Regions from separate parts of the Sus scrofa genome. Here regions 2, 3 and 4 are each linked to region 1. A link is a contact called in public Hi-C, HiChIP or PLAC-seq and promoter capture Hi-C data. All regions are on one chromosome and are shown on one strand. Each heading gives the region's core, a stretch centred on a gene start, on an enhancer-like site or on the middle of the called end of the contact. The rest is flanking DNA. Distances are from core to core; before and after follow the strand shown.

Region 1 (3,757 bases), core at 852-3,351:
GCCTGGCCTAGGCAGTTCAGAGATGGGCTGATCGAGAGACAGACAGGTGCCACCACACACCCAGGCACTCCACCCACATCCCACTGCTAGGACCTGGCAGGCCCTGCCTGACTCTCCTATATACACAGAGGAAACCTCAGGGCTTCCCCACTCCATTTCTTTCTGAAAACACCCCCACCCTAGAACACCACACACTCATTGCCTCATCTGATTCTGCTAATGCCTGGATTATTGACCAAGGAGGCACCTGGAGCTCAGAGAGGTGAAGTGACTCATGCAAGCTCACACAGCAAGGAAGTAGCAGGGCCAGGATTCAAACCCAGTTCTGCTGCATGCCAAGCCTACAGAGTACCAGAGGTCCCCTCTATTCCTCCTCTCTGCTCCCTACAGCTTCTGGATCCCCTTCTTCCCAAACCTTCCAGCCCCTCTGCAAAGTCCCTCCTCCCACAGTCCTAGTCAGAATTAACAGTTCCCACCTCCTGGCTGCTACAACATTTTGTTTACATGCACCTGACAGCAGAAGGGTACAGGAGTTATTTCAGGGGTGTCTGTCTCTCTGACACTCCGAAGGGCCCGAAAGGCAGGAAGTGACTCCAGTATGTGCTCCTTAGACCTGAGAGTCTATCTCCAGCCTCCCCCTCCCCCCATGCAAAAGTCCTCTGGTCTCCTCCTGTTGATACCCTCCCCATCTCCAGCCTCCAGTCAAGACTGGTCCCCAGGCCTGTAACTGGGATGAAGGTTGGGGACATGCCACAACTTCAGGGACTCTGCGCCAGAGCTATGGCCTCTCTCCTGGCCCCCCTCTCTTCCCTTCAGTATCTGAGCCGCTGCCCTGCCCCTGACACCAGACAGGGACTCCCAAGTCCCAGCCTAGGTAAGGCTCTCCCCAAGCCTCCTCCTGGAGAAAAGGGCTCCAGAAGCAGAGAAGGGGCTGCCTTCCTCCCTAATCCGGGAACTTGAGGGGTCACATTCAACCAGGAGAAGCTGCGCACTGGGAGTAACCTCCTCCAACCCTTCGTGATAGTCCCCCCCACCCCCAGTCCTTCCGGGGCTGGGCTGAGGTCGGTCTGGACAAATTCCCGCCTCCAGTTTGCTGGAGAAGTCCTATGCTACCCCAGAGAGGTGGGGTGTGCTGGAAAGTGTAGGTGAGGGCAGAAAACTCTTCGAGAAAGCCAGAGGACAGGGGCAGGGAAAGACTGGGTCATGCAGAGAGGAGATGAGTCACAAGGACCCGGGGGATGAGAATCAGAAGCCGGAACCAGAGCCCGACAGAGTCCGGCAGATCAGAGACGCAGAGAGAGAAGTCCCCTAGACCACGCCTGGAAGAGAGCATGTGCGGCCGGGGCGGCGACCGGAGAGCCACCCTGGCGGGCAGAGCCGGCGCCCCAGCTCTCGGGTCCCTGAGTCCGGAAACTCAAAGTCAGTTACGTAAGAGCCAGAGCAATCCAGGGGCCCCGGAGCCGGGTGCCCCTTCCCGCTGTGCGCCGCCAGCCCGCCCGCCTGCTCCGCGGGCGCTGCAGCCTGCCCGGCAGGAGCACGCGGGGCCTGACAGGGCGGGGTTGTGGGGGGAGCGCTTGTGCTGCAGCACTCCGCAGAGACCCGCCGGCTGGCACCCAACCCAGGACCCCCGCCGCAGACAGACCCGGGACCCGCTGGGACCGCCAACGCCAAGCGTCCAGCTTCGGACGCGAGCTCTAGGACCCCCTTCCTGTCGCCCCTGCCCTCCCTGCACCCTGAACTTCGAGACGCCCAGGCCCCTATGGACCTCCAGTTCGGAACTTGGAACTCGGGACTCCTAGAGCCCCCGACCCCGACCCTTAGAACCAGATATGTCCCCTCCCGTGGGACGGCCTGGGCCCTTGGGCACAGGTCCATCTGTTTGTCACCCCGTCCCTCCCGGGGGCCCGGGGTCGCCCCCCAGGCGGTCCAGGCTCACCTGGGCCGGACCGGGCGGAGACCTGGCCGGGCCGGGCCGGACCGCGTTCTCGCCCTCCGCCGCTCTCGCCCTTTAAGAGGTTCCTGCCACTTTGCCCCGCCGGGGGCCTCCACCTGCACTGACAGGGCAACTCTGGCTTGAAGCCCCGCCCCCGACCCGGGGCGCCTTCTGATAGGCGCAGACAACTGCCATTCGGTGGGGCGGCGGGGCGAACGGGGCAGGACAGAGTGAATGTCGCAACCGGGAAGGGGCGGGGCCTGCAGGTGCGGCCTGATGGTACGGCCAGCTGTGGGCGGTCGAGGGCTCACCCGTTGGGTCTGGGGAGGGTTGGGGAGGGAGTTCCTAGATTGGCTGGTGTGGATTCTGACGTCATACGCCTAAAGTATGATGCAATTTTCCACGTGGTGCTACCCCTAAGGGCTGGAAGGGAGACAGGGATTTGGTCATAGGGGACCTAGGGAAGCAACCCTGGCGAGGACACCTGGATGACCTGTCCCACCTGTGTGACCTTGAGTGAGTCACGTCTCTGAATCTTTCCTCAACTATGAATCTTAGAATGTCTTCCTGAGAATTAGCAGTATATGTTAAATGCCAAACACAGGTCTGGCACACAGTGGGTGGCATTCAGTAAATGTGGGCTTTCATTCCCCTTATTCCCATCTTGCCACTCTTTTTTTTTTTTTTTTTTTTTTTTTCAGGGCCTCACACGCAGCGTATGGAGGTTCCCAGCTAGGGGTCCAGTCGGAGCTGTAGCTCCTGGCCTACCAACAGCAATGCCAGATCTCAGCTGCGTCTGGGACCTATGCTACAGCTCAGCTCAGTGGATCTTTAACCCACTGAAGGAGTTCAGGGACAGAACCTGCATCCTCATGGTTACTAGGCAGATTCTTTACCCCTGAGCCATGAGGGCAACTCCTTGCCACTCTTCTCAAAGATTTTCCCCCTCCTGATCCCATCTGATCAGTGCTAAAAGGGGCTTGTGTGGTTACTGGTCCATGTCCCCTCCCCTCTCTACCTTATTCCAGACCTGTGCTCACATACCTCCAATGACAGGAAGCTCACCATCTTCCAGGCAGGCCTCCTTCATTTTAAAAACGTCCTGAAACTTCAAAAGCTCATTCAAAGTTTATGGCCAAATCTGCCCTTTAAGAGTTCTACCCACAGAGAACATACCTAATCCCCTTTCCACTTTGAGGAATCACAGAATCATAGAATCATAGAATTTTTCAGGTTGGAGAGCCATGGAGAGCTAATCCCTTTGGGGACAGATGGGGCAAACTGAAGCCTACTAAGGACAAATGACTTCCTATGACTTCAGTGGTCTTCCAATTAGATGGGCTCTGAAATCAGACTGCCTGGGTCTCAGTCCCCAGCATTGGCACTTACAAGCTGCCTGTCATTAAATGAAATAATCCAGGTAAAATACTAAGAACAGTGCCAGTCTCAGGGTGAGCATCCAAAAAGTGTTAGCATTTATTATGATTATTGATGTTAATGTTATATCAAGGTCATAAATTCATGTTTTGCCCCCCAAATTCACTGAAGCCTCCTCTGAGTCTTGTTGACAGTTTCAGGGCCCTGATCTCTGCCTTCAAGAGGCTCACAATCTAGCAGAGGAGGAGCTGACTCGGTCCCTAGATCTGGGGGTGGCATTCCAACAAAGATGGGCAGACTCTAATGCCCCAGAGAAACTTTAATTCCTTTGATGGAAATCTAAACACTCGAGACCCTTTCAATCCCTAGCCCAGTGGAATCCATAGGGAAAAATGTCACACCCAGGTTCCCAAAGACTATTAGCACACCTTTCACTTGTCCACACGC
Region 2 (3,757 bases), core at 653-3,152, 250 kb before region 1:
ATAAGTCTTAGGAGGTCCCTCGTGGCCTAGTAGTTAAAGATCTGGCATTGTCACTACTATGCCACAGGTTCCATCACTGGCCCAGAAACTTGTGCATGCCTCGGGCATAGCAGAAAAAAAAGTCCTAGAAGTAACAATATACAAATGACTGGTTTTTTTAAAAAAAAATTTTTTTTTACCTAAGTGAGGAAGGCCTTTCAAACTACAATGCAAAATCCAGAATCAAAGAAAAATAAAGGATGGATAAATTCAATCCATAAACATCCTTTGTTTTTGCAAGGCAAACTCACACTGAGGAAAAGTTCGCAACTCATTTGACAGAGCTCATTTTCCTAATTATATAATAAATCAATAAGAAAAACAGGCAAAAAATATAAACAGACACAAAAAGGAAAATGTCTCTTACACATAGGAAATAAGACTCACTCAAGGTAATTACAAACTATCCTGAGACACCATTTTTCAGCTATCAGATTGATGTTTGATAATGTGATGATGAGATGGAGAAACAGATACTTATGGAAAATCGAGCAAATCTATCAAAACTGCCCTCCCACACCCTTTGATCCAACTATCTTATCTCTAGGAATAGATCCTACATATATATATGTATACAAAACTACTCACTGAAGCAGTTATAACCAAAGGTTTGAATCTATTTCAATGTCCTTTCCTAGGCACTGATTACACAAATCAGTGTATAAAATGGCATATTATAAACCATAAAAATAATCCTGAGGAAGCTCCTTTTGTACTCTTACAGAATGAGTTTCAAATTATATTAAATGCAGAACCATACGTGTGGTACACCACAAGTTGCTTTACATGTGTAAAATACCTCAAAGAACATTTACGAAATTGATTATATTGTGTGGGCCTCTCAGGGAGTGGAGGGTGGGGAACTAGGCTGCCAGAGGACAGAGATGGGAAGACTTTTCACTGTATATCATTTGAACCAGTTAATGAATTACCTTTCAAAATATAATTTCTGAAGTAAATAAAAACAGCAAAGAAACAAAACTCCTTTGTGATTCTAGATAAACTGGGTAGGAGAGAAGGGAACCAATATTTACTGAGCTCCTACCACGTCCCAGATACTGAAGCCCTTCCACATACTCTCTTAGTTACCCTGGTAGTCCACTGAGATGGGATAAATTATTCTAATTTTACAAGTCAGAAAATAGATTAAATTGGTAATTTAATAATTTAGCCAGTGACAAGCCTAATCTAGCTCCAAAGTTCTAGTCTCTACTTTGCACACTGCTTCCACTGAAGCAAACTGTCCTATTTTTAAAATAATATTGCTATTATTTATTGGGCACTTACGAGGTGCTAGGAACAACTCTGGAAGGCTGGAATTACTAATCCCCCTTTTACAGAGAAGACGAAGCCGAAAGGCGCGTAATGAGCTCAAGGTCACAGACAATTAGAAGCCAGGTTTAATTCCAAATCTGCTCTAGAGTCGATACAGCTCCGGGTTCAAGGGACAAAAGCAGCAATGCTCTCAGGGCTGGAAGGAGGGGGACGTGGACACTTCCGGGGGAGGGGCGAAGCCCGCGGGCTGCGCCAAGCGGCGCAGGCCCCTCGCGCCAAGCTCGCGAGAGGATGTACCCCCGCGCCGCCTGTCGATCACCTGGTCCCGCCCTGCGCCGGCGCGCCTCCGGACAGGCCCCGCCTCCACCTCCGGCAGGGCGGGAAGAAGGCGCGTTCCCCCCCCCGTTACTCTCCGCGGGCGGGCGGGGGAGGCGCGTGCTCGCGAGCTGCGTGCTCGCGTACGTCGCCGGGTTCGGCTGCGTCCGTCCCGCCGCCCGCCCGTTGCCGCCGCCGTCGCCGCGCTCTCGCTTCGCCGGCCGCCGCCTAAGGGGCTGGGGCCGGGCCAAGCCGCCGCCGCAGTTGCCGGGATGCCGCGGGTGTACATCGGCCGCCTGAGCTATCAGGCCCGGGAGCGCGATGTGGAGCGCTTCTTTAAGGGCTACGGGAAGATCCTAGAGGTGGATCTGAAGAACGGGTGAGGAGGGCGGAGGAGGGGCTGGCTGGGTGGGGATGGGACCCTGGCGGTGGCGGGGAGGCCTCGGTGACGGGAGAGGGACGCCTACCCCGCGCAGAGCGCCTACCGGCCTGCTCCCGCTCCGCCATAGTCGCGGCGCCTCGGGGGCGCGGGTAGGCCCCGGTTCCCACTGCGCCTGCGCGGGTGGGGGTGGTGGAGGGATAATGGGAGCGATGGTGAGGCTCTGAGTGGGACGGGGAAAAGGAAAACCCGAGTGGGATTGGGACTCCGGGCGGGAGGGCACAGCTCCAGGACAGCTGGGGAGGCCTGGCTTTTTCCTTCCCAGGGCCTGGTCGATCTCCGGTAGAGACAGACCTTTCCCGCTCTAAGGGCTGCTGGAAATAAACAGATTTCCTGCTCCCTTTTCATTTCTTACCCAGTTTAATGGATCAGATGATCACAGCGCATTTCTCCCAGGGACGGGAGCTCTGAAGGGACACCCTTTTTAGACTTGCCCTGTGCTACACTTTTTTGAGCGGGAGACTCTGGTTTGAGTAGTCTAGTGACAGTTTCGAAAGTATCGGCGTGTGTGGTGCCGAAAGCCTTCACCGTTCCCTCTACAAGGATAAATTAGAGTCTTAGCATGCTATCTTTAAGACTGCGTACGAAGTTTCCATGCTGTGGTTTCCGTTCTCTAACTTGGCAAAAAAATTGCTTTGTCTTTGTAGAATTTGTTAGAGAATAATGGCCCCGGTAACTAGTTAACTAGTTGATGTAAACGGAGACTTACAGCTTGAAACTGCTAACTTGCTACCTATCCGGGTGTGTTCTGTTGCTTGTATTCCTAATTGACTTTGGTAGAGCAGGGCCCACAGGGGCTACAAGTTTCTGGGAAAACAGATTAGGAGTCAGGCCTGGAGAAGATAATCAACAAGGGGAAACTGTGAGAACCAGAAAATGTTAGCGGGTATACAAAGGCATGGATATACAAAAATAAAAGGAGTAAGGGGGACATTTTAGTGTACTAAACCTTGGGTGTTAAGAGGAACTCTGGCTTTTTTTTTTTTTTTTTTTTTAAGACCTGCTTTGCAACAAGTTTGTTATGGGTACAGTTTACTCCCAATGTAATGCTAGCAACTAACATTTGAGAAGTTAAGAAAAATACCTGAGTTGCACATTTGAAAAAAACTGGAAGCTACAGTATACTCAAACTGTTGCCTAGGTTTAAAAAGTTATTTCAAATTAATTGTTAGGCAGAATCACCTTCTTGCTAAGGAAAGTGTCATCAAGTGTTTATTATGAATACTGATTTCTTTTAGAGTAGAAGTCTTCGGAAATTACTTGTTTTGTACGGAAATTACTTGTTTCAGTTCTTATACTAGATAAAGTGGGCCGGAGGTTGTTATTGTGATATGTATCATATATCTGAATGATCGAGAATGGAGTTTAAACTTACAGATTTTCTTTAGAGCCCAATTAAGTTGTCGGGATAATTAAATTTGGTAAGGAAAGCTTAGGTTTTGAAATCAGGCAGGCCTGGGTCAAATCTTAGCTTCACCACTTACTATCTGTGGGCCAGTTATTTCTCTGATTCTGAGTTTCCTCATCCACAAGGAAAAGGAAGATTAGAGGTAATAATTGTAAAGCATTTGGCTCATTGCTGTAAATGGTAGCTATAATCAAAGGGATTTGACCATGATCATAAGGAGACACATCTTAGCTTGTTGAGTGTTTAATAGTGTGAAGCATATTTGGTGAAGTCTGTTTTCT
Region 3 (3,757 bases), core at 506-3,005, 190 kb before region 1:
CCCCCAGTGAGGGCGAAGGGCAGAGGAGGGGAAAAGCTGGGAGGGGAGGGAGGAGGAGCAAGTGATAAACGCCAGGGCAGGTGGAGTAGGGGGACAAGGACGGGGAGGCTACCTGGGATTTGGCCTCTAGAGGTGGTGTCCCCAGGAAGAGCAGGGAGCAGGAGCGTCGGTGTTAGGTGGGGTCCGCGCGTGGGGAGGGGGACGAAGTGCGCGGCGAAGAGGGGGTCTCCAGCAAAGGGAATGGCGGAGGCAAGAAGTGGGAGGAGACAGGGAGGTCACTGCCTCAGTGGAGCACGGGCAACAGCCTAGACGCGAACTCAGGCCGAGGGAGCCTTGCGTCCCACACTGGGCGGCAGGAAGGCGACCATGGCCTCGCTCTCGGACATCCGCAGGGGTGAGGCCCCACCCGCCGTGACCTCCTGGAGACACGCGTATCCTCGCAGTCGCCCCACTGGAGGAGGCCCCGCCACCAGGGGGTGGCCTCGGGGCTCCTCGGCTGAGCCGGAGGGCCAGAGCCAGGGTTCGAGGCCCAGCTGTGCTGTGTGGCTAAGCGTTGGAGAGTAGGGTGGCCCAGGCCGGCGACTTCCTCGAGTTTCCTCCACCCCGCCCCGCCCCCCGGGCGCACAGCCGGGTCTCATTACCGTCGGTCGCCCTCCCCTCTGGTCCCGCTTGCCGGGGGGTCCCCGCGGCTGGGGGGAGGGGCGGGTTATAATCAATCCCAGGCCGGAAATTCCTCCCGAGGGGCCCGGCTGGGCTGCGGGAGTGAGGGGGGCCGCGCGGAGGCTGGCAATCCGCCCGCACCACTCCTCCTCCTCCGAGCCCGCCCCCAGCATCATGGAAACTGGGCCGCCGGCCGAACCCCCTGGCTCCAATCCACATTCTTGCCTCTGGGGGCGGGAGGGGCACTAAAGCTCCGCCGCCCCCCTCGAGCCCGTCGGCTGGGGGCGCCGCAGCCCTCTGAAACCTTCTCCTGATTTGGGACGAGCACCGCCTCCCCACTGCAGCTTGAGCGCATCTTCTTCGGGTAGGTTAGGGAGGCCAGCAGGACTCTCCAAGAGACTCACCCGGCTCTGAGAACCGGCTTCATCTCCATTTACCCCTCCCCCCACGTTATTACTGTTCATTGAGAGCTCGCAGGCTTCTGCCGGCTGTGCCCCCTAATCATGCAACCCCGCTCTCGAGGCCGGATTTTCACTTCTCATCATCTTGCGAGGCAGACAGCATTATGCCCATTTTACAGGTGAAGGCAGTGAGATTCAAATAGAGGAAGAGCTGTGGGGTCGGGCGGAGGCAGGAACTCGGGCCGCCTCCTCTGGGAAGCTCCTTGGACGACGCTGGGCATCTGTGGGCTCTCAGATGCCCCCCGAGAGTCCTCTACCGGGTGCCTGTAAGGAGGGACTCTGCGAGGCGGGGGAGGGCGTGAGGGCTTCAAATCTTATCTGCTCGCTCAGGCTGTGGGGCTGGATAGGTGACTCTCCAGATCGGGGTCTCAGTTTCCCCACGTGAGAAGAGGGCACCCTCCCAGGCCTTCTAAACGTCGTTAACCGGGACTCAGGCCCCCGGATCCTCTGAGACACCGGGCGCACACACAGCGCTTACCTGCGAGCCTGACTTGAGTAGCCTCCTCCTTCCTGTGGTGGGGCCAGGCGGGGCACTGGCCAGACAATCCCTGTGGCTCCCAGGGGGCGGGGCCAGGGCGGCGCTGGGCGGGGCTGGGGCCGGGGGCGGGGCCGGGGGCCAAGATTCCGCGGAGACCTTAGCAGTGCAGTGAGCCGCTGCGCGCGGACTCGGACTCGGACTCGGAGTCGTACTCGGACCCACCCCGGCACGGCGCGGCTTAGCGCCGCCAGGTGAGCAAAACTAGGGCCTGCGGTTCGCCCTCCACTCTCCCTAACTTTTCGTCTGGCCCCTCCCTCCGGAGAGGCCTTGGGGAGGGCAGGAGCCAGGTCCTCCCTTGCCCCAGGGCCGGACTGTGGACTCGTGCAGAGGCCGGACCCCGGATTGCCCCGGCCCCGGGCCTGAGCAATTTCCCGCGACCTGGGATCTTCGGACAGTGTCTCCAAGTTTCTGCCTCTCAGGGGCCCCCAGCGTCGACTCACACCCTCCTGAGTCTCGGGGTCTCTGAGCATGTTCGGCCCCATATATCTTTGCACGCCTCCGCTTCCTTCCCCGCCAGGGCCCGCGGGACTCAAGGGTGACCTTTCCGGAACTGGGGCCGGGGCGCCAGCCTGGCCTGGGATGGGGTGGTCGTATCTTCAGCATGGGGCTGGAGAAAGGGTAATGGGCCTCGCTTCCCCCCAGAACGCTCCCCGGGGCTGTGCGGAGAAGTGCCCAGCGTTGGGTCCAGGTGGATCCCCCGTCCTGTGTGGCTTGTGACCCCGACAGGCCCCCTCGCTTCTCTGGGCCACAGTTTCCCTCTGTGAACACCAGGCTTTGGACGCAGGAAACGCCGGGGCTCCTTGCTAGGCCCCGGGACTTCAGCGCTCCTGTCCAAGCCAGGGATGGAATGTCCTGCTTGGAGCTTCGGGGGTGCGGATGGGAGTGAGTAGGGCAACAAGGCCTCCTTCCTGGGGCCTCTGCTACGGGCTCCAGCGCTGCAGCTGTTGAGAAACCAGACTGGGGCCCTGAGGACGCACCACTAGACAGCGAGGTCTTAACCCTTCTCTCCTGCGGCCCAGAGCGCCTGGACCGAGGCCCCATTTCCTCCCACACCCTCCCTTCCGTAGGGGCCACATCACACGCAGCCTAGCTACTCCTGCCCGGCCCAGATCCAGGCCTCAGACCGGGCTGTATCAGCAGCCAGGAGGGGCTCATGCCGGGCGGCCTCGACCCTGGGGCAGTCTGAGGTGCAAGGGCGGTGCTGCTACGGCTGGGACGCGGGCCATTCGGTCGGAGGAGGCCAGGCGGCGGGTAAGGGGGATGATTCATCCCGAGGAGCCTGAATGGGAAACGCTGAAACCTACGAGAACAGCCTTGCCCGGGCCAACGGGAAAGCCAGGAGGGGAGCTCACCCGGCAAGGCGCCCGGGCCGCAGCCCCCTACCTCCTGCCCGGGCCGTAGCCCGGCCTCGAAGGAGGGGGAGGCCTCTTCTTCGCGGAGTTTAAAGAAATGCTGGGTAAAGTCTGCCACTGGTCTTGGTCAGAGTGGTCTTCTCGGAGTCTAGCTCGAGTCTCTCTTGCTGCAGCTTCAGTGCTGACTGAGGAGGTCTGGAAGGAGAGGGCGGGCAGGAAGAGGCTGGAGTCCGTGACACCCCCCCTTCCTCCGCTGCGGTATGTGAAGCGCAGTAGGGGAGGGGGAGGTGGGGCCAGCGAGCTACCCCAGCAGACCCGGGCGGCTAAGTGACCCCTCCCTCCTTTACTACGGTGCAACCACGTGCGGGGGTGAGGTCGAGCTCGGGCGGGACTTACGCTGGAGACGCCGCTGCCGGTGGCCCCACACCTCCGGTGGCCTGGGACCCGCAATCTGGCGAAGAGAGCTCAGGCGACCAGAGCCCCGCAGCCCAGGATGCGCCAGGGAGCAGCGCGTGCCCCCCTCCCTCGTCTCCGCCCGCGGTCCCGGCCAACTCCGGCTTCTGCCGCGCGTCTCTGGCTCCGAGCTCCGCTGCGGAAAACCCGATCGGGGGCGGCTCCCCGCCTAGCAGCCCGGGAAAATCCGGGGGTGGCCGCCAGGGATCTCCAAGCGTCCTGGGCGGAGAAGCCCCATCTTCCCTCCCGGACTTGAGCCCCCGATCTGGAGCTTCGACCCTAGGCCCGTCGAT
Region 4 (3,757 bases), core at 829-3,328, 200 kb after region 1:
ACAGGTCTAGCCCTAAAAAGGGGGGTGAAATTTGGAGTTTCCTGGTGGCCCAGGGGGTTAAGGATCCAGACTTGTCACTGCTTCAGCTTGGGAGAAGCTGTGGTACAGGTTCTATCCCTGTCTCCAAACTTCCACATGCAGCCATGAGGCCAAATCCAACCCCCGAAACCCGTATTAGCATTTCATGTCTCTGCTCAGCCCTCCAATACCTTCCCATTGCATCATAAAATCCCATGTACCCACCATAGTCTATGATGTCCTGCCTGAACTGATCTTGCTTGGCCTTTCCAACCTCATTGCCTGCCATTCTCCCCATCACCAGTAAGCTCCAGTCATCTTCTCCTGGTCCTTGAATAAGTTCTTTGCTAGCACATTACTCAGCTAGGTACGTCTGGTTTATTCTGATATTTTTTTCCTCATTTGTGTCTTTGCTAGTGGTTCGTTTCCCCACTCCAGATTGTAAACTCTTTAATGACAAGGATGTCTGTTTTATCTACTAGTATATGTGCAGCAAAAGCCTTGGCATAAAATGAGCATTCATTTTTTGAATGCATGAATGTATATTTAAACTGAAGAGCAGTGCAAAAACAAAAATGGTATGCCAGACTCCTTAGAAGAATGAAGGGATCAGAGTTCCCATAGTGGCTCAGTGGTTGGAGAATCCGACTAGGAGCCATGACGTTGAGGGTTAGATCCCTGGCCTTGCTCAGTGGGTTGGGGATCCGGTGTTGCCGTGAGTTGCGGTGTAGGTGGCAGACACGACTCAGATCCCATGTTGCTGTGGCTGTGGTGTAGGCCAGCAGCTACAGCTCCAATTGGACCCCTAGCCTGGGAACCTCCATATGCCGCAGGAGTGGCCCTGGAAAAGGCAAAAAGTCAAAAAGTCAAAAAGTCAAAAAAAAAAAAAGAATGAAGGGATCAGTGGCAGAGAAATAAGACTAGGACGATAACTCGAAGCCTAATGGTGAAAGGGCCTGGAATCTGTGAACATGGATCTGTGACAGTGTAAGGGAGGATTGTGAATTTGGTGGGATGAAGATGGCAAGATATAAAGACAGGAAGGGGAAGTTCCCTCATGGCTCAGGGGATTAAAGATCTGGTGCTGTCACTGCTGTAGCTATGGTCAGAGCTGGGGCATGGGTCCCACCTCTGGCCTAGGGAACTTCTTCAAGCCACAGGAATGGCCAAAAAAAAAAAAAAAAAAAGAAAGAAAAAGAAAAAGAAGACAAGGGAGAGCAAATTGCTGCATCAGTTCAGGTAGGAGACAGCTTTTCCTTGTGACAGTTACTGCTGTTCACTCTGGGCTGTCACAGCACTTTGTACTCTCCTTTATGTTTGCAGGTTCTCCATCTTAGTGTGTGGACCTGGGCTCCAAAGGGACTGAGGCTGGAATTGTGTTTTGTTTATATGCCTAGCATCTAGCATAGCATAAATAAAGCAACTGTCACCATGCATTTGATGGAAGAGATAACCAAAGGCATCAGTTTAATGGTTGAAGTACAGTTCAGGCTTTGGAGTGAGAATTTGTGAGTTCAATTTGAGACTCTGCTTTTATTAGCTACTTAACTTGCTTAATCTCACAGATTTCCTTTAAATCGTTAAAATGATTTACCGTAGGTTTAGAAAAATTTCTGGCAGATAGTAAGGGCTCAATTATTACTATTATTATTAACTGCCTATTCACAGTCATAACCCAATCGGTCTCCCTTGTCCTCAGATTTTTCCTGCTGGGGTCCAACGGGATATCTATGGAGTGTTGCTGTCCCACGAGTTATTACCTTCCTGATAGCACGACAAAGACACCAACCAAAAATGGCGACCTCTAAGCCATCCGAGGACGTCAATGCTGGTCATGATAGCGATATACACAGCAGGCAGAGTCGGAAAGAAATAGCTAGGGCAGGGTTCGTACCGCCAGAATACAAAGCGCATAGTTTGCTTACACTGCCCATTAACCACAAGCCGAAAAAACCTAACCACCAGAACTGAGCTACAGCGCAGAACGGCGACCACGTGTCGGAGAGCAGTCTGCGCCTGCGCAAAGCAGGCGCGCGCCCGCCAGCCGGAAGAGCCGCGCGTTTCCGGGTTGGAGGCGGGGAGCGGTGCCGGAAGTACTCGGGGAGGGCCGAGCAGTCGGACCGGCTGCTGAGACGAACGCTTCACTGGGGCAGTCTCCGCATATCATGGGGAGATAGACGCTGCTGCCTGTGAGTCTTGGGCCCTGGCAGTTGAGGAATAAGAGCGGGAGGAGGGAGTCAGGACCCAGACCACAGTGGTCAGTGTTCGAAGAGCCAAATTGTGAAGGAGACTGGGCTGTGTGAGGAATCAGGCTCGTGGGACGGGACTGAGGGGCTCGGGGATCGGAGAAGACGCGGCTGTGGGGACCTGGGCTCCAGACGGGACTTAGGGAACCGGGATGGATGTGAGTTCTCCCGCACGCAAGGGAAAGCGAGTTGAGAGAGATAGGATTATGAGGATCCGTGCTTCTAAGAGGAGAGGGTCGGAACTGAACGGGGTGTGAAGACACGGACTCCTGAGAGGTAAAAGCGAAGCTGTTAGGACTTGGGCTCTTAAGCGGCAGAAGCGGAACAGTGAAGACCCAGGCTTCTAACGATTCAGAAACAGGGCAGCGAAGACAGGTTCCTGAGAGGCAGGAGCGGTAAGAGAACATTTGGGTTTGGGAAGAACAGGAGCGGGCAGTGAAGACGCGCTTCTTTGGGGACCGGATCGGGGCTTGCAGACTCCGAAGTACCTGAGGGAACAGGACTATGAGGACCTGAGATCCTAAAAGCGGAGAGTGTAAGGGGCTGTGTCTGTAAGTAGATCAGCCTCCAAGGGAAGGGGAGAGAGTTTGAAAAAGACATAGTGATCCTTCCCCCATCCCCTCATATTCTCTGAACCGGGAATGGTAAAGGATGTATTCAGGGGAAGACGACTCCTTCACGCTGCCTATTTGGCTTTTGGCAGGCTTATCGTGTCAGAACGATCTAGGAAGCCAAGCATCTTCGTTTTCTGCTCCTTCAGGAGTAGCACTGGTGTGAAGTTAAAGCAGTTTGAACTCAGTTGTGTACTTTATAAGTGCTTTAAATCCCATTCCACTCAACTCCGATATTTAGCATAGATCTCTGCATTTCAAAGAAGAGAATGACAGAGATGGAGAGACCCCGGAAATATCAGGCGTCCCCCCACACCCCCGGGCTTGCAGCGGCTTTATGTAGGAGGATATCTGTTTCTCTGTTCCCAGACCAGGGTTTGGAACAGCAGCGGTGAAAGCACCAAGTACTAACCACTAGACCACCAGGGAACTCCCAAGATCATCTTTTATAAACTCATATTTTACCTCTAAGGAGGCTAAAGTCCAAACAGGGCTTAGGGTTACACTGAGTCAATGATTGATTAGATGGAAATTTTGTTACAGTACCCTGCTCTGCATAGCAAATGGGAGAGGCTCGGTTAATACTCCTTGAAAACATGCTTCTAGAATCTTTGCTCTAACTTCAAACTCAAGAGGGAAATTTTTACAGATTTAAGTACTTTGAGTCTTGTTACTGTATTGACATTGATGCAGTGAATGTCACTTACCAGTTAGGAAACCATTAAATGAAGCCCCTTCCCTCTCAAAAATAGTCATTTAGAAAGTTCATATAGGTAAGTTGTATCCTGTATTTTTAGCATAAGCATTTACTGGAAATAGCCGCTTTCAGATAAGGATGGTGGAGAGACTTGGACTAGTCACTTCCCTTCTTCAATAATACCT

Evidence for each region. Promoter capture Hi-C pulls out the DNA fragments that hold promoters and counts their contacts. A called contact is a pair of places that touch in the nucleus more often than the background predicts. HiChIP or PLAC-seq counts read pairs in DNA pulled down with a chosen protein or histone mark.
Region 2: a contact with region 1 is called in a Hi-C map of skeletal muscle, with 5 times the contacts expected there. The contact joins the promoter of SRSF4 here to the promoter of EPB41 in region 1. A contact is called at or near these places in 3 of 5 promoter capture datasets (fetal liver, liver and skeletal muscle), 29 of 47 Hi-C or Micro-C datasets (adipose tissue, alveolar macrophages, blood and 16 more) and 2 of 2 datasets of contacts at active chromatin or transcription factors (alveolar macrophages and skeletal muscle).
Region 3: a contact with region 1 is called in a promoter capture Hi-C map of fetal liver, with 6 times the contacts expected there. The contact joins the promoter of TMEM200B here to the promoter of EPB41 in region 1. A contact is called at or near these places in 3 of 5 promoter capture datasets (fetal liver and liver), 21 of 47 Hi-C or Micro-C datasets (alveolar macrophages, blood, embryonic fibroblasts and 13 more) and 2 of 2 datasets of contacts at active chromatin or transcription factors (alveolar macrophages and skeletal muscle).
Region 4: an H3K27ac HiChIP or PLAC-seq map of alveolar macrophages shows a contact between it and region 1. The contact joins the promoter of TAF12 here to the promoter of EPB41 in region 1. A contact is called at or near these places in 17 of 47 Hi-C or Micro-C datasets (alveolar macrophages, embryonic fibroblasts, epiblast stem cells and 8 more) and 1 of 2 datasets of contacts at active chromatin or transcription factors (alveolar macrophages).

What each region holds. Positions count from the first base shown.
Region 1 is chr6:85,840,882-85,844,638 of Sscrofa11.1, reverse strand. EPB41 (protein 4.1) reads right to left here and starts at 2,101. Exons shown (of 17, transcript XM_021095721.1): 1 at 1,937-2,101. It overlaps LOC106510640 (a long non-coding RNA gene), which reads left to right and starts at 2,784. Exons shown (of 3, transcript XR_001309282.2): 1 at 2,784-3,757.
Region 2 is chr6:86,090,748-86,094,504 of Sscrofa11.1, reverse strand. It overlaps SRSF4 (serine and arginine rich splicing factor 4), which reads left to right and starts at 1,902. Exons shown (of 6, transcript NM_001077216.1): 1 at 1,902-2,008. The coding sequence starts at 1,902. It also overlaps a transcript of MECR not described here.
Region 3 is chr6:86,031,353-86,035,109 of Sscrofa11.1, reverse strand. It overlaps TMEM200B (transmembrane protein 200B), which reads left to right and starts at 1,755. Exons shown (of 2, transcript XM_005653387.3): 1 at 1,755-1,850.
Region 4 is chr6:85,641,408-85,645,164 of Sscrofa11.1, reverse strand. TAF12 (transcription initiation factor TFIID subunit 12) reads left to right here and starts at 2,078. Exons shown (of 6, transcript XM_021095678.1): 1 at 2,078-2,207. It overlaps LOC110261125 (a long non-coding RNA gene), which reads right to left and starts at 2,033. Exons shown (of 2, transcript XR_002344955.1): 1 at 1,779-2,033.